Linked DNA regions of Salmo salar: region 1 is linked to region 2. A link is a contact called in public Hi-C data. All regions are on one chromosome and are shown on one strand. Each heading gives the region's core, a stretch centred on a gene start, on an enhancer-like site or on the middle of the called end of the contact. The rest is flanking DNA. Distances are from core to core; before and after follow the strand shown. Region 1 overlaps LOC106606575 (baculoviral IAP repeat-containing protein 6). Region 2 holds the start of LOC106606575 (baculoviral IAP repeat-containing protein 6).

Evidence for each region. A called contact is a pair of places that touch in the nucleus more often than the background predicts.
Region 1: a contact with region 2 is called in a Hi-C map of muscle, with 4 times the contacts expected there. The contact joins the enhancer-like site here to the promoter of LOC106606575 in region 2. A contact is called at or near these places in 3 of 3 Hi-C or Micro-C datasets (blood, gill and muscle).

Annotation. Positions count from the first base shown.
Region 1 is chrssa01:59,705,898-59,712,945 of Ssal_v3.1, forward strand. It overlaps LOC106606575 (baculoviral IAP repeat-containing protein 6), which reads left to right. Exons shown (of 75, transcript XM_014202984.2): 4 at 2,839-3,032; 5 at 3,198-3,309; 6 at 3,613-3,695; 7 at 5,352-5,574; 8 at 5,789-5,955; 9 at 6,062-6,120; 10 at 6,226-7,048. Among protein-coding and RNA genes, the nearest start is that of LOC106606575, 37 kb to the left of the region's middle. Within about 2 kb of position 2,509, at least 1 of the 13 cell types and tissues checked has an H3K27ac peak or open chromatin away from gene starts, as enhancers often do. A contact at or near this core is called in muscle, where this site is marked.
Region 2 is chrssa01:59,669,250-59,676,778 of Ssal_v3.1, forward strand. LOC106606575 (baculoviral IAP repeat-containing protein 6) reads left to right here and starts at 3,492. Exons shown (of 75, transcript XM_014202984.2): 1 at 3,492-3,936; 2 at 7,329-7,510. The coding sequence starts at 3,726. It overlaps LOC106606648 (protein YIPF4), which reads left to right. Exons shown (of 6, transcript XM_014202992.2): 2 at 500-653; 3 at 800-971; 4 at 1,102-1,179; 5 at 1,351-1,464; 6 at 1,673-2,433. The coding sequence ends at 1,810.

The DNA of each region.
Region 1 (7,048 bases), core at 1,259-3,758, 36 kb after region 2:
GTGCCACCCAATTGCTTGTTCACAGCCTGTCGGCAGTTTTGTTGAGCAAGTATTTCAATGCCATGACAGAGGGTATCACGTCTGTTGCAGGCACAGTTGATGAGCTGATTTCTCCAGTCAGTTGTTCGAATGGAGCTAGCTAGTGTGTTCATGTTTCAAACATGTTCCCAAATGCCGTTGAAATGGCAGCAGCGGTATGACAACCAGCACATTAATGAGCATGCAATACTACTTTCCTCAGTACAAAATCCTCGACGACCCACTGCTGTCAGACTCGGCATGTTCATGGGGCTGATATCGCTGGTCCAAATGTCAGTCGTGAAGCTAATCGCAGTGACGCTATTACTGTGTAACTCCGGTAGGGCAACATCTGAATAATAGCGCCTACTTGGTAGTGTGTACCGGTGCTCGACCAGTCGCGAAAGCCAACATCACCCATGACAGAGAACGGTTACTTGTCAAGGGCAATGAATTCCATTATCTTCGCGTTAATGGATTTCGCCTTTGAGTTGTCTCGCTGAAATGTTGTTACTCTTTCAAATGACTACTCGACTTGACTGCTCGAGCCACACAGCAGACATTGTGTGCTAGGTTAGGAATGCTGTGTTGCACGTGTAGCGCAAACCTTTTTGTGGCGTCATTACATTATGTACCTACGTTATATAGGTATCCACGTCAGCTTTGACGTTGGTTTTTCACATCGGTGTTAAACTAGACATCGGGCCAATGTTGGTATTTTTAGCTAATATCGTCCGATTCCGATATGCTCACCGATATATCATGCATCCGTAATAATAATAATAACCTCTTTCTTGATCTCCTTTTTGTTATTATCTTTATAATAAGTAATTTCATTAGCATTAGTAGGTTTAGTATAGCAGCCTTGTATAACCACCAACAAGCTGTAGGTCTAAGAGCGCATCCTGTTAAGTCTTAATACCGTAACTTACTTATGCCTATATGTCAATACTTATATAGGCTACTGTGTCAATCATTAATTTGTTCATGTCATCATACAGCATACGAGTCCTTAATGATGTGAAATGCAATCAAGCGTTTTAAATTAAAATAACAAAGCGACCATACAATAATTAGCTTAAACTAGAACTATACCATTTCATTTCGGTAATTGCATTCACAAATGCATGCGACTGTTTTTAGTCTTTGCTGTAATAAACGATTGACAAAAATAATTGAATTGTTACAACACTCTACGCTTAATTTATTTAGTGTTTACAGTGTTCCAAATGGTTGGAAATGGTATTGTAATCTAGCAGCATCGGTTTGGCACACACAATATGCATGCAGCGCTTGCTCCTTACCGTTTTCTTGATCTCCAGTATTTTCCACAACTTGTCAAATTTATTCCACACATCTGACTTCCCCTTTACCTCCTGAGCAACCAGTGAGTTTCTTTTTCACATTTCACATGTTATTGTTGGAGTTTGTTGTAACCAATTTATTGATGTGATTATGATATGCTATAGGACATGCCCTATTTGTCACGTGCATGCGATGTATACATGTCATGTAAAGAGAGCAAGGATTATTGAGGGAACAGGGAATGTTTTTCCTAAACAAGAGGGATTTCGGTAACAACTTTAGTCGGAAATGGCTGTAATTATATTGCTGCTACAGCAACACGGACAGCGAGATAAACACTGATGTTCTGTGGTCGCTGCAGCTGGGAGGAGACAACGGGTGCTTGTCTTTTTATTTCATTTGTATTTCTTTTTTGCGCAGCAAGTTTGAGCCAGTCGCAATCAAATCAATTGCGGTCGGACTCCCTCTAGTCACTTGTCTTAATTATTTCATCAGAGTTCTTAAATCATTAGACAAGCTCAGTGCATATACTGGGCGGCAGGTAGCCAAGTGGTTAGAACGTTGGACCAGTAACCGAAAGGTTGCTAGATCGAATCCCCAAGCTGCCAAGGTAAAAATCTGTCGTTCTGCCCTTGAACAAGGCAGTTTACCCATGGTTCCCCAGTAGGCCGTCATTGTAAATAAGAATTTGTTCTTAACTGACTTGCCTAGTTAAATAAAGGTTAAATAAAAAAAAAAATGTATATATAGTTGATTTTGATTTAAAACCCATAAGTGTCTATATGGAAAAATACATTTAAAAATGTCCACCAATCGATTGGACTAAAGAACAGGTCGACCAAGATCTTTTTTGTTGTTGTCTGGAACAGCCCTGCCTCACTCACACAGGACTGGGTGACCTACTTGTTCAGTCTTATTTAAAAGGGATGTCTGTAACAGTATATGTTCTATAACCAGTGAGTGACCCAACACGACTCTCACAGGTTTTTACTCATGCACATGTTTTAGCACTGGTTCCATTGCTGAGATCCAGGGCAGAAGAATCCTCTCTACTGGCTGTCGGAGTGCCAACCTGCACTCTGTTACATCAAGATCATTTTGTTGCCCTATTTCATTTAGCACCCATTGCTTTAGCTTGCTATATTGTGAATGTTTTAACAGCTGCCCCCACCCCCCTATCCTTCTGTATCAAAAGAAATACACTCCCCTTGCAAGTCCAATGCAGGACCAAGGCCTGATATTTGCAGTTTATCTAACATCCGGCATCTCTTCCTTGGCCGGATCCCAACTCACACTGCTGTAACAACCAGCTTGTGTCCAGATGAGGGACTTCCCTTTTCACTTTCCCAGTGACTTCTCACAGAATGGCATACATTGTATAATATATGTGAATTTGGGCAAACCCTGGTTGTATACTTTTATCTGCTGTACCAGCAGGGAAGGGATGCAGTATTACTGAAATGACACCCTTCTCTCTCCTTCCCTAACACTGTCTGTCGCTCTCTCGCTCTCCAGTGGGCAACAGTGACGTTCCATCTTCCACACCATGTGCTAAAGTTGGTCGCCAGTGCCATCGTGAACGAGCTGAAGAAGATAAACCAGAATGTCGCTGCCTTGTCTGTGGCCTCGTTCATAATGGACAGACTCTCCTACCTATTACCAAGCGCACGGCCTGAGCTGGGGGTGGGCCCAGGGCGCTCTGTAGATAGGTGAGCAGGACCTTAAACCATGACAGACCTCACGGTGCACCACAGAGGCATGAAAATCACTGAATGAACTTTTATCTCTCCATTACCAATTTGATGTGTTTTGTTCATTGTTTTGCCGTCATTTCTCAATTGATAAGGTTTTGACTCTTGCTGTCTGTCTTTCAGATCATTAATGTACAGTGAGGCCAATAGGAGAGAAACGTTCATGTCGTGGCCCCACGCCGGGTACAGGTGGGCACAGCCTGACCCCATGGCCCAAGCAGGATTTTACCACCAGGTAGGCAGTGTAAGGCCACCATCTCCCATCAGCTCTCTATCTCTAATGCTTACATATTCATTGATTTACTATTTCATCCTCCAATTACATCTTTATCATGCATGCACACTAGTTTGCATGCTGTTTGACATACACGTTGCTGTATGGCACACTATTGCTGATGCAGTATAAAATATATTTATTGCTGTACATCAAGTGTAATAGATTAGTTTGTTTTTATTGCGGATCACTGAGCCTCATGGTACTTAACTTGGAGTTTTTCACTGTTTGGAAATGCCTTCTCTCTCTTTGTTCCCTCTGCAGCCTGCCTCCACCGGTGATGACAGGGCCATGTGTTTCACATGCAGTGTCTGCCTAGTGTGTTGGGAGCCCACAGATGAACCGTGGTGAGTGACACATACTGTGCATTTGGAAAGTATTCAGACCCTTTGACTTTTTCCACATTTTGTTACGTTACAGCCTTATTCTAAAATGGATTAAAAAAAAACGATCCTCATCAATCTACACCCAATACCCCATAATGACAAACCTAAAATAGTTTTTTTGTTGTTGCAAATGTATATAAAAAAAAAAAACGATCACCTTTTAAGTAAGTATTCAGACCTTTTACTGAGTACTTTGTTGATGCACCTTTGTCAGCCATTACAGCCTCGTGTCTTCCTGGGTATGACCATACAAGCTTGGCACACTTGTATTTGGGGAGTTTCTCCCATTCTTCTCTGCAGATCCTTGCAAGCTCTGTCAGGTTGGATGTGGGGAGCATCGCTGCACAGCCATTTTCAGGTCTCTCCAGAGATGTTCGATCAGGTTGAAGTCCGGGCTCTGGCTGGACCACTCAAGGACATTCAGAGACTTGTCCCAAAGCCACTCCTGTGTTGTCTTGGCTGTGTGCTTACGATCGTTGTCCTGTTGGAAGGTGAACCTTCTCCCCAGTCTGAGGTCCTGAGCGCTCTGGAGCAGGTTTTCATCAAGGATCCCTCTGTACTTTGCTTCGTTCATCTTTCCCTCGATCCTCCCAGTACCTGCCGCTGAAAAACATCCCCACAGCATGATGCTGCCACCACTAAGTTTAACTGTAGGGATGGTGCCAGGTTTCCTCCAGATGTGACGCTTTGCATTTAGACCAAAGAGTTCAATCTTGGTTTCATCATACCAGAGAATCTTTTTTCTCATGGTCAGAGAGTCTTTAGGTGCTTTTTGGCAAACTCCAAGCGGGAGTTGCTGTCATGTGTCTTTTACTGAGAAGTGACTTCCGTCTGGCCACTCTACAATAGAGGCCTGATTGGAGTGCTGCAGAGATGGTTGTCCTTCTGGAAGGTTCTCCCATCTCCACAGAGTAACTCTGGAGCTCTGTCAGAGTGACCGTCGGGTTCTTGGTCACCTCCCTGACCAAGGCCCTTCTCCCCCGATTGCTCAGTTTGGCTGGGCGGCCAGCTTTAGGAAGATTCTTGGGGATTCCAAACTTCTTCCATTTAAGAATGATGGAGGCCAATGTTCTTGGGGACCTTCAATGCTGCAGAATGTTTTTGGTACCCTTCCCCAGATCTGTGCCTCGACACAATCCTGTCTCTACGGACAATTCCTTCGACCTCATGGCTTGGTTTATGCTCTGACATGCACTGTCAACTGTGGGACCTTATATAGACAGGTGTGTGCCTTTCCAAATCATGTCCAATCCATTGAATTTACCACAGGTGGACTCCAATAAAGTTGTAGAAACATCTCAAGGATGATCAATGAAAACAGGATGCACCTGAGCTCAATTTCGAGTCTCGTAGCAAAGGGTCTGAATACTTATGTAAATATGATATTTCTGTTTTTTATATTTAATACATTTGCGAACTTTTCTAAACCTGTTTTCGCTTTGTCATTATTTAAATACATTTTAGAATAAGGCTGTGACTTAACAAAATGTGGAAAAAGTGAAGGAGTCTGAATATATTTCAGAATGTACTGTACACACACACACACACCACACAACCTTCAGATCGCACATTTACTTACCTCTCATCATAATGATCACGCCCCGGCCTTCCCGTCAGGTCCGAGCACGAGCGACATTCCCCCAACTGTCCATTTGTGAAGGGTGAGCACACCCAGAACGTGCCCCTGTCCGTCACGCTGGCCACCAGCCCCGCACAGTTCCCCACACCTGATGGCTCAGATAAGATCGCCTGCTACGGCTTCGGCAGCTGCCCACACTTCCTGGCAGCCGCCACCAAGCGTGGCAAGATCTGCATCTGGGACTTGTCCAAGCTCATGAAGGTAAGGCTGTGCAGCGCGGCTAGGCGCGAAACGTGAAGTACAGTTTTGTTGATGTCTGCCTCCATGTTTTGTCCTGGATGTCTGGGCCCATTCGTCAGACTTAATTGACATGCATACAATTTATGGCATGAATACATTAATCTATGTGCGTAAGGATATTACTAATGTTTGTAAATGTGATTTGTTGATTCATGATGTTTTGTGCTCCCCTCAGGTGCACTTGAAATTTGAAATCAACCCCTACGACCCAGCAATCCTGCGGCAGCTGATTCTGTCTGGGAGCGAGCTGGCCCTGGGGACCCAGGAGTCCAGGAGGCCCACCTTAGCCTGGCTAGAGGACTCCTCCAGCTGCTCAGACATACCAAAACTAGAGGGGGACAGGTACTACTGGACACACCTATTCTATGTCAGTCAATGAAAGTTTCAATTGTGTTAAGTGCGTGTAAAAGAGGAAATGTGTGTTTCTTTTTGTTTTTGTCTCTGCCAGTGACGATCAGTTGGAGGACTCCGACAGTGAAGAGCATTCCAGATCAGAGTCGGTGACCGGTATGAAGCCTCTTCAAATCTTGTTACTCTTTTGCTCCGTAGACTTTCTAGGTATCCGTATGTTGAGCTATCGCATTTTATTTTTGTCCCCCCTCCTGTTCCCAGGCCACCCATCCCAGAGGGAGAGCATGGAGGTGAGCCTGGGCGTGACAGCACTCAGCGTCCTGCAGCAGCCAGAGAAGCTCCAGTGGGAGGTGGTGGCCAGCGTGTTGGAGGACACCGTCAAGGACCTGGAGGAGCTGGGGGCTAACCCTTCCCTGGCCCAGGCCAAGGCCGACAAGGCCAAGGAGAAGCCCGCGGAGCACCACAACATTCCCTTCCCCTGCCTTCTGGCTGGAGGCCTGCTCAGCTACCGCTCTGCCGCCGGCTCCCCGCTTGCCGCCCCACCCCCTTCCTCCGCCCGCCGCACCATGGACGGCCCCCTCAGGACTCAGGGCCCCGAGCTCCCCCATGCCGTGCCTGACCAGGGCCCTGTGGAGATGGAGACCTGCAATCCCCCTCCTATGGAGCTGGGTTCTCCAAACCCAGCCGCTCCTGCCGTGCGCAGGACTATGCCCGTGCTCTTGCTCTACAGCATCAAGGAGTCGGAGGAGAAGTCGTCGGGCAAGGTGTTTGCCCAGATGAGCAATCTGATGAGCAAGGGGCTGCACGAGGAGGGCTTCTCCGTTCCGCAGATCATCGAGATGGAGTTCGACACTCACGAGCAGCTGCTGCTCCAGGACCCGCCCATCACCTACATCCAGCAGTTTGCAGACGCTGCCGCAAACCTAGCCGCCCTGGACGGGGACAAGTGGAGCTCGCTGGCGCCGCGGCCCGGAGCCCTGGTGCAGTGTCTGCGGCTGCCCAAGCAGCTGGAGGAGGAGAACCTCTACGTGGACTCCATCACGCCCTGTTCAGACGGCGTGCACTTGCTGGTGGGGCTACAGCC
Region 2 (7,529 bases), core at 2,242-4,741:
TTTAATTAAAGTATTTAACTAACCTTGAGTCATAGTGTTGTCGATTTTGTCAAGTTACGTAGTGGTTCAGAGAGATTTGACAGCTTTCTGCAGCTTTTACGGCTAGGCTAACGTTAGCAATCCAACTAGCTAACGTTAGCTATACCACTGAAGTAAATCCAACTGCCTAACTATATATTCTACTGAAGATAAGCGTAATACTTAACTCGACAGTCTATTTTCACTGGTTGCATGTAATTGCTGATTGAGTAAATAAAGTTGAATGTCATTTAAACAGTAGGACAAACAGGGGGACAATTATTTTCGGCATTCTACGTCCGTTTTTGCTTAACTGAGGTGATAGTTGGTTTAGTGTAAATGATCTATCGAGGAAAATGTTTTATCTTTAATTGTGATACGGTTTTGGAAACCTTGAACATATACTGTACAGTTCAACAAGACAGAAATTCAACGCATGTTACATGTGAACCAATACTCGTTTACATTAAATTCCCTACAGATCTAAGTGGTACTATCGATGCCCCAGATGTTAAATTGAACATGGGCAGCGACGATGCAAAAGACCCATATGCAACCACGTTCCTGAGGAAACGAGGCTATGGCTGGCTACTGGAAGTAGACGAGGATGACCCAGAAGACAACAAACCTCTTCTGTAAGTGCCTTCTTCAAGAAACCCATTCTTTGTCCATGCACATTGATATTAAAATGACACTGACATCCAATTTGGCCATCACTGCTAACGAAATGTGCTGTTATCTCATGATGCTCCTGTTCTCTCTCATATGCATGTATGATTAGGGAGGAGCTGGACATCGACCTGAAAGACATCTACTACAAGATCCGCTGTGTGCTGATGCCAATGCCCTCCTTGGGCTTCAATCGGCAGGTTGTGAGGGACAACCCTGACTTCTGGGGTCCTCTGGCTGTAGTGCTCCTGTTTTCCATGATCTCCATCTACGGACAGTTCAGGGTGAGGCGGCAGGACAACCTGTGCATTTTTTTCTCAGATCACACCAAAACAATGTGTCCTTTGGTACCATGTCACAATTTTCAGCTTGAAAGTTGTTTTAATTATTTGTTGCATTATTTTATTTCCTAAGGTTGTGTCTTGGATAATTACCATTTGGATATTCGGATCTTTAACAATCTTTCTGCTGGCTCGTGTTCTCGGTGGTGAGGTAAGATCAACCTTTTTAAGCTAAAATAATTCATATTCCTAGTCTTGATGAGTAGTACATTTCTCTTACTTGATACTGTACATGCCTCTGGATGTGAATTTGCTTTCTATTACAACATGAATGATGTGGCATGCTGTGAAACACTGACTTGCATTGTTTTATATCGGATAGGTGTCTTATGGACAAGTCCTTGGAGTGATTGGATACTCTCTACTCCCACTCATCGTTATAGCTCCATTGCTTTTGGTCATTGGGGGTTTTGATGTTGTTTCTACACTAATAAAGGTGAGCACATCAGCAAAGATAATCAACATTTATTCTCTCACATTTTCCACAAGAATTAATATCTAATTCAGCACTGCACATTTGATTTAACATACACTAACATATTCAGAGCTTTTGTACATCTTTAGATTTTTTTGTAGATAATACAAATGTACTCTTAAATCAGATATGAGTGTTTATTAGTTGTCAACTGTCTTTCATTTTCCAGCTTTTTGGAGTATTCTGGGCTGCTTACAGTGCTGCTTCTCTACTTGTTGGGAATGAATTCAAAACCAAGAAGCCTCTTCTCATATACCCTATTTTCCTTTTGTACATCTACTTCCTGTCACTATATACTGGGGTCTGATTGGACAAATGGCTACTGTGGGCACTTTGGTTGGAGACTGACACAAAGCACTGTGAAAAGACACACAAGGATTCATTCCACAATGAAAATAAGGAACATGGATTTTTTAAAAGGTTATTTTCTCCCTCTTTTATCTCTGTTTACAATCCTAGACTGTGGGGATAAGGGTATATGTTACGTCAGTGTATTTAAATGTGCCCCTTACCGCTTTGCTCAATAAAAAGCAGTAGCGTATAGTGTAAGGCTGCATTCAGATTTAATTGTAATTAGAACCCTGGTTTGCATTCGCATCATAATTATTTAATCAAGGTGTGAAATCTGGTTTTGGTAATCATGTTGGGGTCACATAGATTTTTGTTAATGCTTTTATTCCATAGAGGAAGGTGGTGCCAAATACAGTGCACAAATGTTCAATTAGAACCAAGGGGTTAAGAAAGACGTCAACCCCTAACTGAGGTTCCACCATTATTTTGTAAGGTAGTGGGTTTAACATACTGTTATGCATTATTTAGTTGTCATTTTATGCACCTTTTACAAACCTTTATTTCTTAACTTTATGAATTTCAGCCTGGGTAGGCCAGTAGATGATGGGCAGTTTGAGTGAAATAAAACAGTCTACTAAAGTGTGGTGCCTTTCATTAGTTGTTTATTCTTTTATTGAACTGATGTATATTTTCAGACAACTTCCTTGTATCGATTGTACGTATACCTACTGTATATAGCTTAATGTGTTGTAGAGGTGTACATGTAACATTTTTAGACCTGGAACAATAGTGATATTTATAATGAATTCACAGTGGGGGGGTTAAATGATATCAACATAATTGTCCATATAACTGTTGTACTGTACTAGATATTTTAAAATACATTCCCTCTCATATGTAAAATGTTATCATTAATCTGCATGCCTGTTAACAAAAACTCACACCCAAGCTTTTATGTAGGATTTACCATAATAAGTAAAGACTATTGGCGGGGTTAAAATTAGTTGTGGTATTTACAGTAATTAGAATATGAATTATTAGCTGTAAACATTAACAGTTTTTAATATTGTTAGTGTGTTGTGCTGACACATTGTATATAAGCTTTTAGAACAAAGACTGTTCATTTGTTGTTGAATGTGCCATTTTGATCTTAATCTTTATCACAGAGTACATCTGAAATTGGATATAAGATAAACGCAAATTAAAGTATGCTTATGGTTTCTAGTGGTAAAGGACGAACGGAAATGTGCATTGGTTTTACAGTAATGCGGTCCAAGGCAATTTCTGTTATTTGGTGTCCGTCTTCAAGGGCTTTACAAATGATAGGTCTTGGTGGGCTGCTAAAACTCAACAGACCTATTGTTGATCTGTACAGTAGGGGTTCGTTTTGCTTGCTTGCTTGCTGTTGCGCGGTATGTTATAGGGACCACTGGGCGATGGGTTTTAGGGTTTATTATTCGGGGTTCTTGGGTGGGGATCTGCTGTATATCCCAACATCAGGCAAGGGCTGGATCAAAAACAAAATAGTCATAATTACATAACTCACATAGCTAGTAATTTATATCTATGGGAGTCACAACAAACACCATTTACAGTGGGGAAATAACATTCACAGAACAGTAATCCAAAGAGGTTCTCTGTCTGGACTCCGGAGTCAACATCGCAGTGCCCTCTCTGGTGTCGCGTGATAGCCAAGCACTACGCTAGTTCCGTTTACCTGACGTTCATCTGAGTGCAACGCTCGTAGCTTTCTCAGTACTGATGGTGAATAGCTACTGCTGCGGTAACCGGTGGAGGAACAGAAGCCGCAGAAGGAGAGTCAGCAGTAGTAGAGGAGCGGTAGTTTGGGATTAAGTGTTTACAATTATTAATCTTACTCGTATAAACGGGAGCTTCCTAAAAACAGAAGGGAACGGGGAAAATAAATAAAGATGGCGGCCGCGGCCTCGCCGGGCTCCTGCTCGTCCACCTCCTCAGACTGGATTGTACTGAGAGACGGTTGCCTTCGTTGCGACGAGGAGGGCCTGCGGAGCCTTTCCTACCACCCGGCCCTTAACGCTATCCTGGCTGTTACTAGCCGGGGCAGTATAAAAGTAATCGACGGCACTTCAGGGGCCATTCTCCAGGCCTCGGCCTTGCATGGTAAGTCAGGGCCAAGGAACTAGCTAACTGGTTTAGTTAGTTAGTTAGCTAGGTAGCTAGCAATCAGGTGATTGTCATAACTATCAGATGAAACGACACTGGTCAACAATGTAACGTTACATTGGGCCTGCTGTGGTGGTTGATTTAGGCTAAGTTAGGTAGCAAATAAAAATAAACGTTAATTTGTCGTGAATTCTGACATTTAGCTACTGATTAACTTGCTAAACAAATTGATTTTGTTATCCGATTCCTATAAAAAAACACTTGAATACATAATTAGCTAAATGTCTTGAGAATCGTCTTGCTGTCAAGACGTTTTGCTAACAAGCTAGCTAACGTCAACGTTAGCTAACTAGCGATTTGTTATGAAAACAGTTCTCGGATCATGAACTGGCCGCAAAGCTAGCGAACCCGCTAACAGTGTATAACGTTTTGTCAACATTCAATCAATCGTTAAGTGTCATAATAGCTAAGTAGTTAGGCACATTATCTTGCTTAAATAGGTAGCCTCTATGAATAGGGTAAGTAACATGTAGATAGTTGACGTTAATGTTAGTTACTTAGTTAGATTGTAGTCGGTGGTAGTTACCTAGTTAATTGTGATGACACTAACATTACCAGTGAGCTAACTCGTTTCGTTGGCTGTGTTGGGCCAAGGAAGCAAAAGGTGCATTGTGAGATTGCTGGCTAACTAAGTTAGATAGCTATCTGCAAAGAAAGTGTTACTTACAACATTACTTACAATGTGAAGTCACATTCGCTAGTTGGCTACATAGCTAATACCGTTAGCTAGCTAAGATGTAAATTAATCGATGATCACCAGCACCGCGCATACATGTGTCGCAGTAAATGTTAGCAAGCTTGCTAGGTAACGTTAGTTTGTTGTAGAATATTTATCTAGTTAGGTAACGTTAGTTGGCTAGAAAGGTTATGACGTGTTGCTATTCCTACTACGCAGAACAATAAAGTAAGAAATGCCTGTCGGCAATCTAACGTTAGCTAATAACGTTTAGTTAGTATTGTAGCTGTAACATTTTGGGTGGGAAATGGTTGACGAAAGTGAACAGGCTTGACTTTCGTTTTTGTGACAATTTATATTTGACGATGCCAAACAATAGAAAACATTGGTGTTTGTTCTTCAACGTGACCCCCATCTGTAGGTACATTGAATGCAGACTTGGCTGGTGGGAGGGACTATGGGATGACGGTTTTTGCCCTAGCACTACACATCTGATCCAAGTAATGAAAGCTTGATTATTTGAATCAGCTGTGTAGTGTAAGGGCAAAAACCAAAACGTGCATCCCTTGGGGTCCCGAGGACTGAGTTTGGTTAACACTGCGTTGTATGCACACAATAATGCAATTATTAGAGACTAAGGTTACATGCACACAACAGTGTGATTGTGTATCGTCAGATTAATATAATAGTTTAATTAAAACTTTGACACACTTTGTAAGACATTTCTGTAATAAGCTTGTTTGCATGGACACTAAAATCAGGCACTCTGATAAATGCAGAAAATAGGCACTCAAAATAAACGTGCTATCACAACATGTTATTTTTGGGAAGCATATTTGATTCTGAGTTTGGACTTATAAACTTTGTACAGTGCATTCGGAAAGTATTCTGACCCCTTGCTTTTTCCACATTTTGTTACATTCAGTCTTAATCTAAGATGTATTAAATAAAAACAAATCCTCATCAACCTACAAACAATACCCCATAATGACAAAGCGAAAGTAGGTGTTACATTTTTTGGGCAAATGTATAAAAAATAAAAACAGATCTATTCAGACCCTTTGCTATGAGAGCAAAAACCAAGCCATGAGGTAGAAGGAATTGCCTATAGAGCTCTGACACAGGATTGTGTTGAGGCACAGATCTGGGGAAGGGTACAAAAACATTTCTGCAGCATTTAAGGTCCTCAAAGAACACAGTGGCCTACATCATTCTTAAATGGAAGTAGTTTGGAACCACCAAGACTCTTCCTAGAGCTGGCTGCTCGGCTAACTGAGAAATTGGGGGAGAAGGTCCTAAATCAGAGAGGTGACAAAGAACCCGACGTTTACTCTGACAGAGCTCCAGAGTTCCTCTGGAGATGGGAGAACCTTCCAGAAGGACAACCATCTCTGCAGCACTCCACCAATCAGGCCTTTATGGTAGAGTGGCCAGATGGAAGCCACACCTCAGTAAATGGCACATGACAGCCCGCCTGAATGCAAAGCGTCACTTCTGGAGGAAACCTGGCACCATCCCTACAGGGAAGCATGGTGGTGGCAGCGTCATGTTTTTCAGCAGCAAGGACTGGGAGACTAGTCAGGGTTGAGGGAAAGATGAACGGTGCAAAGTACAGAGATCCTTAGTGAAAACCTGCTCCAGAGCGATCAGGACCTCAGACTGGGGAGAAGGTTCACCTTCCAACAGGACAACGACCCTAAGCACACAGCCAAGACAACTCAGAAGTGGCTTCGGGACAAGTCTCAATGTCCTTGAGCGGCCCAACCAGAGGCCAGACTTGAACCTGATCGAACATCTCTTGAGATACGTGAAAATAGCTGTGTGGTGACGCTCCCCATCCATCCTGACAGAAGTTGAGAGGCTCTGCAGAGAAGAATGGGAGAAACTCCCAAAATACAGGTGTGCCAAGCTTGCAGCGTCGTAACCTAGAAGACTCGAGGCTGTAATCGCTGCCAAAGGTGCTTCAACAAAGTACTGAGTAAAGGGTCTGAATCCTTTTGTAAATGTGCTATTTCTGTTTTATATACATTTGTTTAAAAAAAATCTGCCCCTGTATTTTCTTTGTCATTATAGGGTGTGTAAATTTAGAAATGTTTTCAAAATACATTTTTAGAATAAGGCTGTAAAGTAACAAAATGTGGAGAAAGTCAAGGGATCTGAATACTTTCCGAATGCACTGTATGTAGCCAATTGTTCATCCTTGTTTCCCAGAATAATGGGAATGGTGATTAACTTGAACCAGGTGGAATTAGCATTACCCTAGCATTTTACATTACAGCACATAATGAAATGGTAATAACGTAGTAGATGCTACAGAAGTCTTAAGGGTTTGGGAAATTGTTTTCATTGTGAGTAAGTAACATTACAGTAATAATAATAAGCCTACCCAATAGGGCAATAAATACATTCTTTTTGAGGAGATGGTGTAATTGAAACAAAACAAGTTTTGTGAAATATTAATAGGCTTTCCATATTTCTGTGCAAATATTATGACCGTAACATGCAACTTGCAGTTTAGTTCATCAATATTTCAGACTAACTTAAAAGTCTATTTTAGTATCTGATTAACATGATGGAGTTATGATCTGACAAAAGTCCAGCCAATGCTAGGTCTTAGTAGCTACTCTAATACCCTGATGTTTGTGTTTCCTAGCTAAACCTGGAGGCCGTGTTAGGTGTCAGTACTTCCCTGCGGTAGACAAGGTCCTCTTCGTGGACGACTACGCAGTGGGCTGCAGAAAGGACTTGAACGGTATCCTTCTGCTGGACACAGCGCTGCAGGCCCCCGTGGCCAAAGCAGAGGACATGGTCCAGCTAGAGCTGCCTGTTACAGAGGTAAGAGAGCCAGCTACTG